Linked DNA regions of Anser cygnoides: all the other regions are linked to region 2. A link is a contact called in public Hi-C data. All regions are on one chromosome and are shown on one strand. Each heading gives the region's core, a stretch centred on a gene start, on an enhancer-like site or on the middle of the called end of the contact. The rest is flanking DNA. Distances are from core to core; before and after follow the strand shown.

Region 1 (3,512 bases), core at 391-2,890, 450 kb after region 2:
TCTCAGCAGGTAGGATCACTAGAGGAACGCTGCCAGGATCTGCTCTTGTCCTCCCTGACCTTGCCATGTGCCTCTTCTGTCCTTCTTCTGTTTTGCAAGAGACACATGCTGCTTGTTTTACCTCATTCTTTCCAGTGGGAAATGCCATATTCTTCTGTAACGGTCAGATATTCAGTGTTTTGTTTAAACATTAAATAAATGAACCTCCAAGTAGCACAGAACGATATTGCTGAATTCACCTACGAGCTTATTTAACTGTCCCCCTACTTGAAACCCCACACCTCTGTAGCAATTCACAACAAAATATGATTGCAACGTGAAACAGGTGAACAATCCTGTTTTTAAGGCATAAACTTAAGAAGCATTGACCTGTCACAGTCCTGCTACTGACTAGGGGTGCAGAGTAACAGAGGGCCCTGAGACCCAGTTCCCTGTTACTTGTGTAGGTATTTGAGTTCAGGGAGCAGGTTGTGTTTAATCATGGTTCCTCTAGGTTGTTCAGCTTGCTTAATATCCCCACGTGAGGGGATTATCTTTTTAGTTCTACCTATTAAGACATTGAAGGTTTTAAAGCCAGCTGCCCATATAGAAAATAAAAGCACTTTGGCTGTCTTCCTCTCTGACATATGTTCTCATGTTTTAACAAAGCATTTGGTTGCAGGGTATTTCTGAAGTTTATCGATAGGTAACAATAAAGCTGCTTCTGAAACACTGTACAAATACAAAATGGTTATTCAAAAATGACTTATGACTGGAGAAACAATCATAAAAGCTGCTTTAGAAAGAAAACAGATTGTTAGCACTTTCTGAAATGGTTTCTCTTTCTACCTCAAGAAGTAATTCATTTAAGGTCTTGTTTTAAGGCAGACGAAGCAAATTATTTTTTCCCATTAAGTTTCAGAATGCCCTTTATTGGCATTCGAAAGCACTGAATGAACAGAATTGATTTGCACTTAGACTGAAAAGAATAGTTTTAATATGATTAAAAACATAGGATTTATGGATGCAAAGAAGACTTAGAATAATTTCATTTCCTCCACCATCTATATATTAAATTGAACCACAGACCCAATTACAAGAGCAATAAATAAATGTCAGCCTTTGCCAAATGTTTTCCTATGCAACTTGGAGTTACTTTACCTCAACATTTTCCCTGTCCCACTCACCATACACCGAGAGCCCAGTAGCCACAGAAGGTTTTTACCTTGGAAGAGTGAAGACATACTTCTCTTGAATCCAGATGAATAGGGTAAAAAAGAGCAAGTAAAACTTCATCTTCACAGCATCCACAATGAAACCCACTGCAATTGGAAAGCCCAGGGTTCGGGACCCACATTATTGATTTCAAAAATGTTATTTAAAGAGTGGTTAAAATTTAATGCTGCCCCTCACCTCAGCCCCAAGCTCGTGGTGGCTGAGTCAATATGACAGAAGTCTCTGGGCAGGTTCTGCTCATATTGAGGTCACCCAGCACGGAAAGGATAAGGTACATTTTGGACATTTTCATATTGACAAGTCACTTTGTCATTTGAGCCTTTGTTTTATTTCCTTGTGGCTATGAACCACAGACAGAAGAAAGAACACCAAGCACGATGGTTTTGTGATCCTGTCACATTTACAGAGGTCCAGCAGTGTGCTCTGCGTTCAGTACTCCTATAGCACATCACAGCTGAGCATGAAACTGGTTACAGGAGTGGCAATGAGGTTGTGAAGTCCAAATGGAAGAATCCTAAGCAGAAAAGATCCTTTTGCTGGTATTTGCTAGAGAGAGAACAAGGAGCAAGTGAGATGGATGCCTTCTTGCTATGGAGAGCTGTTCCTCTAGTTCCAGATGGAGCACCTTGACTGGGCTTCCATCTCCCACAGTTGGTCTCTACCTCTTTGGTTAACACTTGATCCATCCAAGGATTTCAGATTGCTTGTGTTGCTCCATATCCCCTTTTCTATGACATTCTGACATCCAGCTTGTGCTTTCCACATGCCACACTGAATTAGCTTTCCAAGGAAAAGTACTAGTGACTCTTTATCTCATTATTATTAATTTTTGCGTGCCTCAAGATTTGTCTCCCATGTTTCTATATGTGGTTGTCTGGACAGGACGTGCCAAAAGCTGAATGAATTTGACACATCCATGCTGTCTGATATAAATGTTCTTCAGGTGAATGGTGCCCAGCAAGATGACATGGTTTTGTTCCAGAGGGTTTTCTTTCCAGGAGAGGACCAGGGAGTGAATCCACACACATCCAGTGGGGACATCAGGGAGCCAAGACCTGGGATTGAACAGGGGAACTAAATTGTTTGACACTGTGACTTAAGGTTATAGCTATACAACTGGATGAAAAAATGCCTAGGAACAAGGTTAGGTAAGATGGACTAGGTTGCATCCACCAGCCTCCTCTCAAACAGCTCTGGAGTGGTCCAGATCAGAGCCATTGCTCCAGTTAGGCAGGCAACTGGGGCTTCAGAGCTCCAAATCAGTCCTGACTCTCTTTTATTTAGGAGGGCAGATATGTCTTAAAAAGTCAGACAGCTAAGTTTTAGATGGCTGAAGTCAGCAGAGGTGAACATCTCTGTGAAAATACACAAGCACCGAAAATCTCCAAACTATAAATATTGGGTTAAGCACAAACTGGGCACCAAAGTGAAACTAAAAAAAAAAGACTCACAGGAAGCTAAACCACTGGCACCTTACCTAGATTTTGCAGTTCCTCCTTTATCTTTTCTAGATGTTGTTCAAACAAACACGAAGTTCGGTAAGTCACACAGGCTGTTTCTGGCACGGGAAGTGGGCAGCGCTCTGCCACAGTGGTTGATTTTTAAACTGACGGTTCAGATGTGCTTCCTTCACGTAGGCAAAAAGAAGGTGCTGGCAGAGGATAAAACACAGGAGACAAAACTTGACCATCCAGTCGTGCTTGCATCTGGAAATGTCTGATGCACAGATACAAATTTAAAGAAAAATTGAATCTACAAAGATAGGTATAGCAGAAGAAACTGAAAAAAAAATGATGGAGTGGAGTTGCTGGTAACAAATGAAAGAGAAGGATCATTTCCACCCATATTTTAAAATGTTAATTAAGCTGGAAAAGGGAATACTATTCCCGTATCATTTCTGAGAAGAAAATTTTGGACAAATGGTAAACATCAGACATTATCGTATGTTGGTTGCTTCTCCTATGCAATAGATGTTGGAGGAAACTAAAGGCACTAGCTGAACCCCTGAGAGAAGGACAAACCCAAGTCTTGTGATGGTTCAAGCACTACGTAGGCTGAAATGCAGTGAACTGAAAGGTAAACGTAGGATGAGAGTTAAAAGAATAACTAATGGGAGATGTCACTGACAGAGATGGCAGAGAATTGTATACCCACCACTCTTGCTTGTCTGAAAGCCTCTGAAGTATTTTGGCTCAAGGTAGGACACAAAAACATTGCCTTTCAAGCATGTGCTGGATGTTGCTTATTTGGATCATTTTGGCTTTTTTTCCTTCCTTTAGTATCTAAACAACACAGAC
Region 2 (3,210 bases), core at 408-2,907:
GAGAAACAGCAGCCCCCAGATCACCTACGGGACAGGGTGCCCCCTCCAGAGAACTGTCCTGTGGGTGTCCCTGGGACACTGGGATGGGGCAGGCAGAGCTGCTGTGTGACTGTGGGGGAGATGGTCCCATGGGCTGCAGCTCCTACGTGATGCACAACTGCACAGTGTCACCCCAGGGAAGGCTGCGCTGCCGCTCCGGGCTCTGAAATAGCACCCACGGGCTTCGCCACTGACGGCTCTACACCTCTGAGGGTTCCCTGCATTTTCCCCAAATAAAGATGGAAATAAGCCCTCCTTGCAAAAAAAAGTCCCATGGACCCTCCTGCAGGTTCTCTCTACGTATCCTCCCCAGAAAAGCAGAAATCAAACTGAGTTTCTCATCCATACTGAGGGGTAATGAGATTCCCAGTGGGAGGGAGGACTAAGGAGCACCCCAGTCATTACACGGGTCATCGCTCGGGGATTGGAAAGCACTTGAACTATTTGGAGGCACAGCCTGGCCCCGCCTCACGGCTAGCTCGCTGAGCTCAGTAGCATGGCAACATGACGGAGCCGTGCCTCTCCAAGCTAATACCGCGTGGAGAGATTAACTGCAAACAAACAGCAACAATAACGGGCTCATTGAAATGCAGGGAGAGCCCGGCTGGAGCTGAGACGCTTCCACCGCCGTGAAATACCCCTCTGGCCCGCCGCTTCGAGCTTCTCCTCGGGCTGCTGGTCCGGGTGCCCCAGCATTGCCCAGTCCCACGTAGTCCCCCATTACGTGGTGGTCGCCGGCAGCTCCACACCTTGCCGACAGCAGCGTTGTGGGATGGTGGGACGAGGGCAGGGAAGTCCTCAAACTGGCCCGAAGCTGGGGCAGGAGAAGGGGAACGGGAAGGGGGTGAGATGCTGGAGGCAGGTGGCGAGATGAGGTGCAACTGCCAGCAGAGCTTCTGCAAGAGGCTGACCGACACACCACACAGAGGGGACTCGTCCCCTCCTCCTCCCCGCAGGCCCCCAGCACAAGTTACACAAGGCCAAACTTCAGATGTTTCTATTTTAAGAGAAACCAGGGAGGCTGGCAACTGCAAAATGAAAACGAGGGGAGGGAAGAAGTTGTCTAGCAAAATTAGCAACACATTTTCCTCCCTGCCTTCCAGAGTGCATGCCCCCTTCCAGCAAGCTGGGGTCTGCGCAGCATAAATTATTCCTGTCTAAATTTGAGCCTGTGCTGTTGTTCCTGCCAAGTGTTTACACTTGAAGGCCGTATTTTTTCAGGCGCAGATGACACTGGGTGACATGTGTCATCACAGTGCGTGTCCTTGAGAAATATGTGCTGTGCGATTGCTCTGATGTCCTCCAGGACGTGCTGCTCTCATGTGCGGAGACAGCGGTCGGAAGGTCTTGGTCAAGAGACTACTCAACGGGTCCGCCGTGCCAAAGCTGGATTAGGAGCTGGTGAAGCTTCCCGCTGCCAAGTGTCACTGAGTTCACAGATCACCGCAGAGCTGTGCGTGCCTTTGACTCGTACAGATAAGGTCTCTGGGCACCTTCTCCCTCAGATATCTCTGCGTTGTTGCTTCCCTCATGAATGAGAGCTGCCCCTCGCACTGCAGTCTGTAAGGCCACAAATTCATCCTCTGTCGCGGGTTCCTTAACATCCTGAAGCTGCTTCAGGTGTGCTCCTCGCAGCACAGCAGCACTAGCCATGGCCCTAAGGGCAAACAGAGGTGCCAGCTTGTGCTAAAATATTCGGTGGCTATTTTCATGTTCCCAAACTCACATTCCTGTTCACCCTTTTTGGCCACATGCAGCACCGAGACTGGAGTGCTTCGAAAAGACTAGGTGATCCCTTTATCGCTCGCATTCAGATTTCTGATCAACAGTGTGATCAACAAACTCAACAATTCGATGGCTGTGCAGGTCTATTTTGGTTGTGCCAAGTAGCAGCCTTTTATGGCTGGGGATGTGGCAACTCTATCCTGTGATCAAAACAAAGATCTCTGAGTTGGGCAAGCTCATCTGGCTCCTAATCAGCTTTGGCCTTTACCCCCTCGTAGGTCTCTGCCCGCTCTGAAGCATGCGGATTAAAATAAACAGTACATTTAAAGAGAAATCTTTGTGCCCCCTGGTACGGGGAAATGTTTTAAGTCACTGTCTTAAGCCCCGGCATGTCAAGGTTGGAAATGTTTTCGTTTCATTGTTCTGGCTCCCTATGGCCAAAGTCAACAACAGGCTGATGTGAGGGTTTGATATATGGCAGCCCAGCATGATCTCATCGTTGGGAGGTCATGGGATTAGTGCATAAAACGGTCAGATATGATTAATATTAGGCAGTACGCCTGAGCAGAGATGTAGGGTCTGTCACTGTGACTACGGATGGAAAGCCCAAGCTGGACGAAGGTCAGGCAGGGCATCGTGACTTTCCATGCAGTCAAAACCAGAGACCTCCTACCCCATGTGGTGCTACTGGAAGAAGAAAGCCACTTGTCCCAAAACGCCTCTCAGGGCCACCCGTCCACCCCACACACCCATCTGCTCCAGCAGCAGGCAGCAAATGGAGGAGCACACCTGGGCTGGGGGGCTGGCTTCTGCTGGCCTCTGCTATTTTTACGCAGTGGCTGTGAAAGCTTCCAGAATGAGACGCATGGCCACAATTAAACTGAGCGCATCTAATAGCAAACTATATCACAAATTGCAAAGCAAAACCACTTCATATTTCCATGGGGCTTGCAGGAAAAATAGCTCCAATTAATGAGGTGCATTGTAGACTTGTTTATATTCAGCCAACTCTGTTCAAGCAACAAATTATCTGTGCATGAATATGAGGCCAAATTCACCCTGTAATTTTTCATTTAGCCTTATTTTACAGCATGGGCTCTTCCACTGAGTTATTCGTGGAGCAAAACCTCCCTGGTTCCTTCCCTGTCCTCACTCACAAACTCCAGAGGCCTTGACAAGCGTTGCGCACACAACACACCATGCACAGACACTGCTTGGTAGTACCTGCTCCCAGCTTCAGAGCCAACCAGCAGAGGACTCAGTCATCTTTCTGACTTGGTTTGCTTCTCCCTGGACTCGTTAATCTCAGAATCACAGGATCACAGATGGCTGAGTCCGACAGGGGGCTCTGGAGGCCCCCGTCTCCAAGCCCTGCTCCAGCAGGGTCCCCCAGCGCAGGGTGCCCAGGACCCCATCCAGGTGGCTTTTGAAGATCACCAAGGAGGA
Region 3 (3,214 bases), core at 282-2,781, 370 kb before region 2:
AATTAGGCAGCGGCTGAGTAGATAGACCTGCGAAATGGCCCGCCACCACTTTGCTAAGGCTGCAGAGCCAGGTGTCCCACTGCGGGACATCCTGCATCCTGCACCCCACCCTCCCCTTTCTGTGGCAGAAGCCCCACCAGCTCCTCTCCTTGTTCTTCACCGTCAGAAAAGCAAAACGAAGCCTCTTCTGGAGTGTTGAGCAGCCTCGAGGTGACTGCCCAGCTGGGACACCCACCTGGTGACACACCACACCGTCTCCGAAAAGCACTGTACCTATGGGCACCCCTACGCTGTCAGGGCTTGCTGGGGGAGAAAGAAAGGTCACACAGCCTGGATGAACAGCATAGCTGCAGCCCCACAGTGCTTTGTTTAGGAAAACAGCTGCCTTTTTTTCTCCTGTGTGGTCTGAGCAACATGCGAGCAAGGACCAAAGCGCTTGCATGCCACGGTGGTGATATGAAAGCAGTAATTGCCTGCAAAAGCCTCACTTGTGTGGGGATCCCAGTGCAAGCATTGGGAAGTGACAGCCAGCTGTGTCCCCTGCCTTCCTCACGCTCCTGCTCACCATGGGGAAGGCGTGGAGTCACCTCCCACACCCGAGCAGTTCGCTGGTAATGTCCGTGATACATTTGCCCCTTCTGCCCTCATGTCCTGCTTCTCAGGGGCTTCCTCCTAGCTGAAGATACAGGCTTAGGGAATGACCTATCTGTCTGCCCAAAATTACAGGGGGAGGAAAAGTCCTTTGTGTGCGTTTTTCTTAGGATTTTGTTTAGTTTTGTTTTTGTGTTGCTAGCATGGCTGAAGATCCCAGCTGAAGCTGTATTAGGGGTTGTACCAGCACTTCATAAAAAGGTGGACATGTCCTGAGGACCCTCCCAGGAAGCAATGACAAGCGGTGGAAGTTGTTGAGAGAACAGGGAGAGTGTCTAATAAAACACACTAAAATGAACATCTGCTTTTTGGCTGGGGGTTACTGTAAATAAAATTAAATTGGTTATCTCTGGTTTCTGCACAGTCATTGTTTTATTCACATATCACAGCTGAGAAGGCAATTTGAGAGGGGAGGAAGAGTTCACTTCTAATACTGCTGGCTGAAACCGCATAGTAGCAGTAGAAATAGATTTTCTGTCTTCTTAAATTTTCAGATTAGGACTAGCTATCTTCTCAAGAGACCTTCCTTGGTCCAATGCAAGTCATTCGGCTCATTTGTAATTGCACAATCATAGGATAATTTAGGCTGAAAGTGACCTCACCATGTCATCTAGTCCAACCCGCTGCTCCAAGCAGCACAAGCTACGTCATGTTGCTCCGAGCTGTGTCCACTTAAGGACTGAGTGTCTCCAAAGATGGAGATAGCATAACTTTTCTATTTTTGTGCAGCTCTGAAAGGATGTCTTCTCTGTACCTTCCCCTTAGGTAGCTGGGGTCAACAGAACAGTCACTTCCCTTCAACAAACCCCAGCCTCTTCTCCCATGCCATGTGCTTCAGCACCTTGACCATTTGATGGTTCTCCTCTGGGCTCACACTAGTGAGCAACTTATCTTTTTTGCTAACTGATTTCACAACTTTTTTTCTTTTTTCCAGCAAAAGAATGGAGACTACCCTCTAGTCTCACCAGGCTGTGAACTCTACCCTTGACTTGCTGCCTCCTGTATTGCTAATAGAGCCCAGTGTCTGGCTGCCCGTCCTGCAGAAAGCGCACAGCGTTGGCTCACATTCAGCCTACTCTCCAACAAATCACCCTTACATTTTTCCCAAAGTTGCTTTCTATAAAATAAACCTGCAGCCTATACTTGTGCAAGGAGTAATTCCCCTGTCCCAGATGCAGGATATCGCACTTCTCTTTGCTGAGCTTTGTGGCTCTTGTCAGCTCATTCCTTCAGCCTGCTGTTCTTCTTCTGAACAGCAGTCCTGCCCTAGCTTATCACCTGCTCCCCCTGATTTGGTACCATCCATGAACTTGCTGAGAATGCACTCTGTCCTACCACTCAGGTCACTGACATTTAGCAATGCTCTCCCTGGTGTCTAGCCCAGAGGAACACCATTTGTACTGCTCTTCACAAACCTTCGAACCCAAAGGTTCAGCCAGATTTTAGCCCACCTTACTGTCCACTCCTGCAGTCAATATCTGACCCATTTGGTTGTAAGGACACTGTGTCAAAAGTCATCCTGAAGTCAGCACCTGTTGCTCTGCCCTTGTCCGCTGAGACAATCATCACAGAGGAAAAACAGGTGGGTAGAGCATGATTTGACCTTGGTAAATATCTGCTCCAAATCACTCTCTTGTCCTCTGTTCCAAATCACTCTTTTGTCCTTTGTGAGCCTGGAAATGGCTTCCTGGAGGATCTTCTCTATAACCTTTCCAGGGACTGAAAGGTGAGACTGAGAAGCTTGTAATTCCCTGGATCCTCCTTTCCGCCTTTCTTCAAGAACACTGTGACATTTACCTTTTCCCCATCATCAGAAACCTCTGCTGATTGCCAGGACCTCTCAACAGTGTCCTCACAGCTCTCTCAGCACCATCTGATGAAGCCAATCTTGTCTCATGGACTTGGGCATGTCTGATTGACTTAGGTTGTCCCCCTTGCTGAAGGCTCTGCTGTCACACCTTTGCCACCTTTAGTTGTTACCCCATGAGCCTAAAACCAGTAACTGCTGCCCACACAACCCACAGCCAAATTGGCAAGCTGCCCATTAAAATCAATGAGAATCTTTCTTTTATTTTCACATTGTTTGGACTTTGAACAAAGCCTTGTGCCCTGCATGTTTTTCTGATGTCTGACCAGGAGCGAAGGTTTCACTATAAACAACAGTGGGGAGCATTTGAATTTTTGCCTTCCAAAACTACTTTATGGCCCAGTCTTCCCTTTTTTGCTAACTCATGTCTCAATTTTATTTTCTTTTTTTTTTCTTTCTTTCTTTTTTTCAGAGAACAAACAAACAAACGTGCAAATAAACAAAAAGAAAGAAACAAACAACAACAGCAACAAAACCAGAAAACAAGATAAGTACCATAAGCCCATGGGATGCAAAAGACATTGAAACCCTGGCAGAATAAGGAGCCTCATTGTCAGCTCCAGGTTTTTTGTTATGTCAGTTGTTCTTGGAAGTGTTTGCAATCTTCATTCTCCTCTCACCCTGAAGATCATGTAATTCTGATGCCAAGATACTGTTTTTATATCATGAAAGGGATAAGATTGAGAGAAAATGGCT

The links. Hi-C and Micro-C count contacts between places; a contact is called where the count stands out from the background.
Region 1: a contact with region 2 is called in a Hi-C map of liver, with 2.0 times the contacts expected there. The contact joins the promoter of CPB2 here to the enhancer-like site in region 2. A contact is called at or near these places in 2 of 7 Hi-C or Micro-C datasets (both in liver).
Region 3: a contact with region 2 is called in a Hi-C map of liver, with 3 times the contacts expected there. The contact joins two enhancer-like sites. A contact is called at or near these places in 3 of 7 Hi-C or Micro-C datasets (all in liver).

The regions. Positions count from the first base shown.
Region 1 is chr1:181,952,594-181,956,105 of Taihu_goose_T2T_genome, forward strand. CPB2 (carboxypeptidase B2) reads right to left here and starts at 1,641. Exons shown (of 11, transcript XM_013179591.3): 1 at 1,205-1,641. The coding sequence starts at 1,275.
Region 2 is chr1:181,501,069-181,504,278 of Taihu_goose_T2T_genome, forward strand. No RefSeq gene overlaps it. Among named protein-coding and RNA genes, the nearest start is that of NUFIP1, 41 kb to the right of the region's middle. Within about 2 kb of position 1,658, at least 1 of the 3 cell types and tissues checked has open chromatin away from gene starts, as enhancers often do. A contact at or near this core is called in liver, where this site is marked.
Region 3 is chr1:181,130,495-181,133,708 of Taihu_goose_T2T_genome, forward strand. No RefSeq gene overlaps it. Among named protein-coding and RNA genes, the nearest start is that of CCDC122, 33 kb to the left of the region's middle. Within about 2 kb of position 1,532, at least 1 of the 3 cell types and tissues checked has open chromatin away from gene starts, as enhancers often do. A contact at or near this core is called in liver, where this site is marked.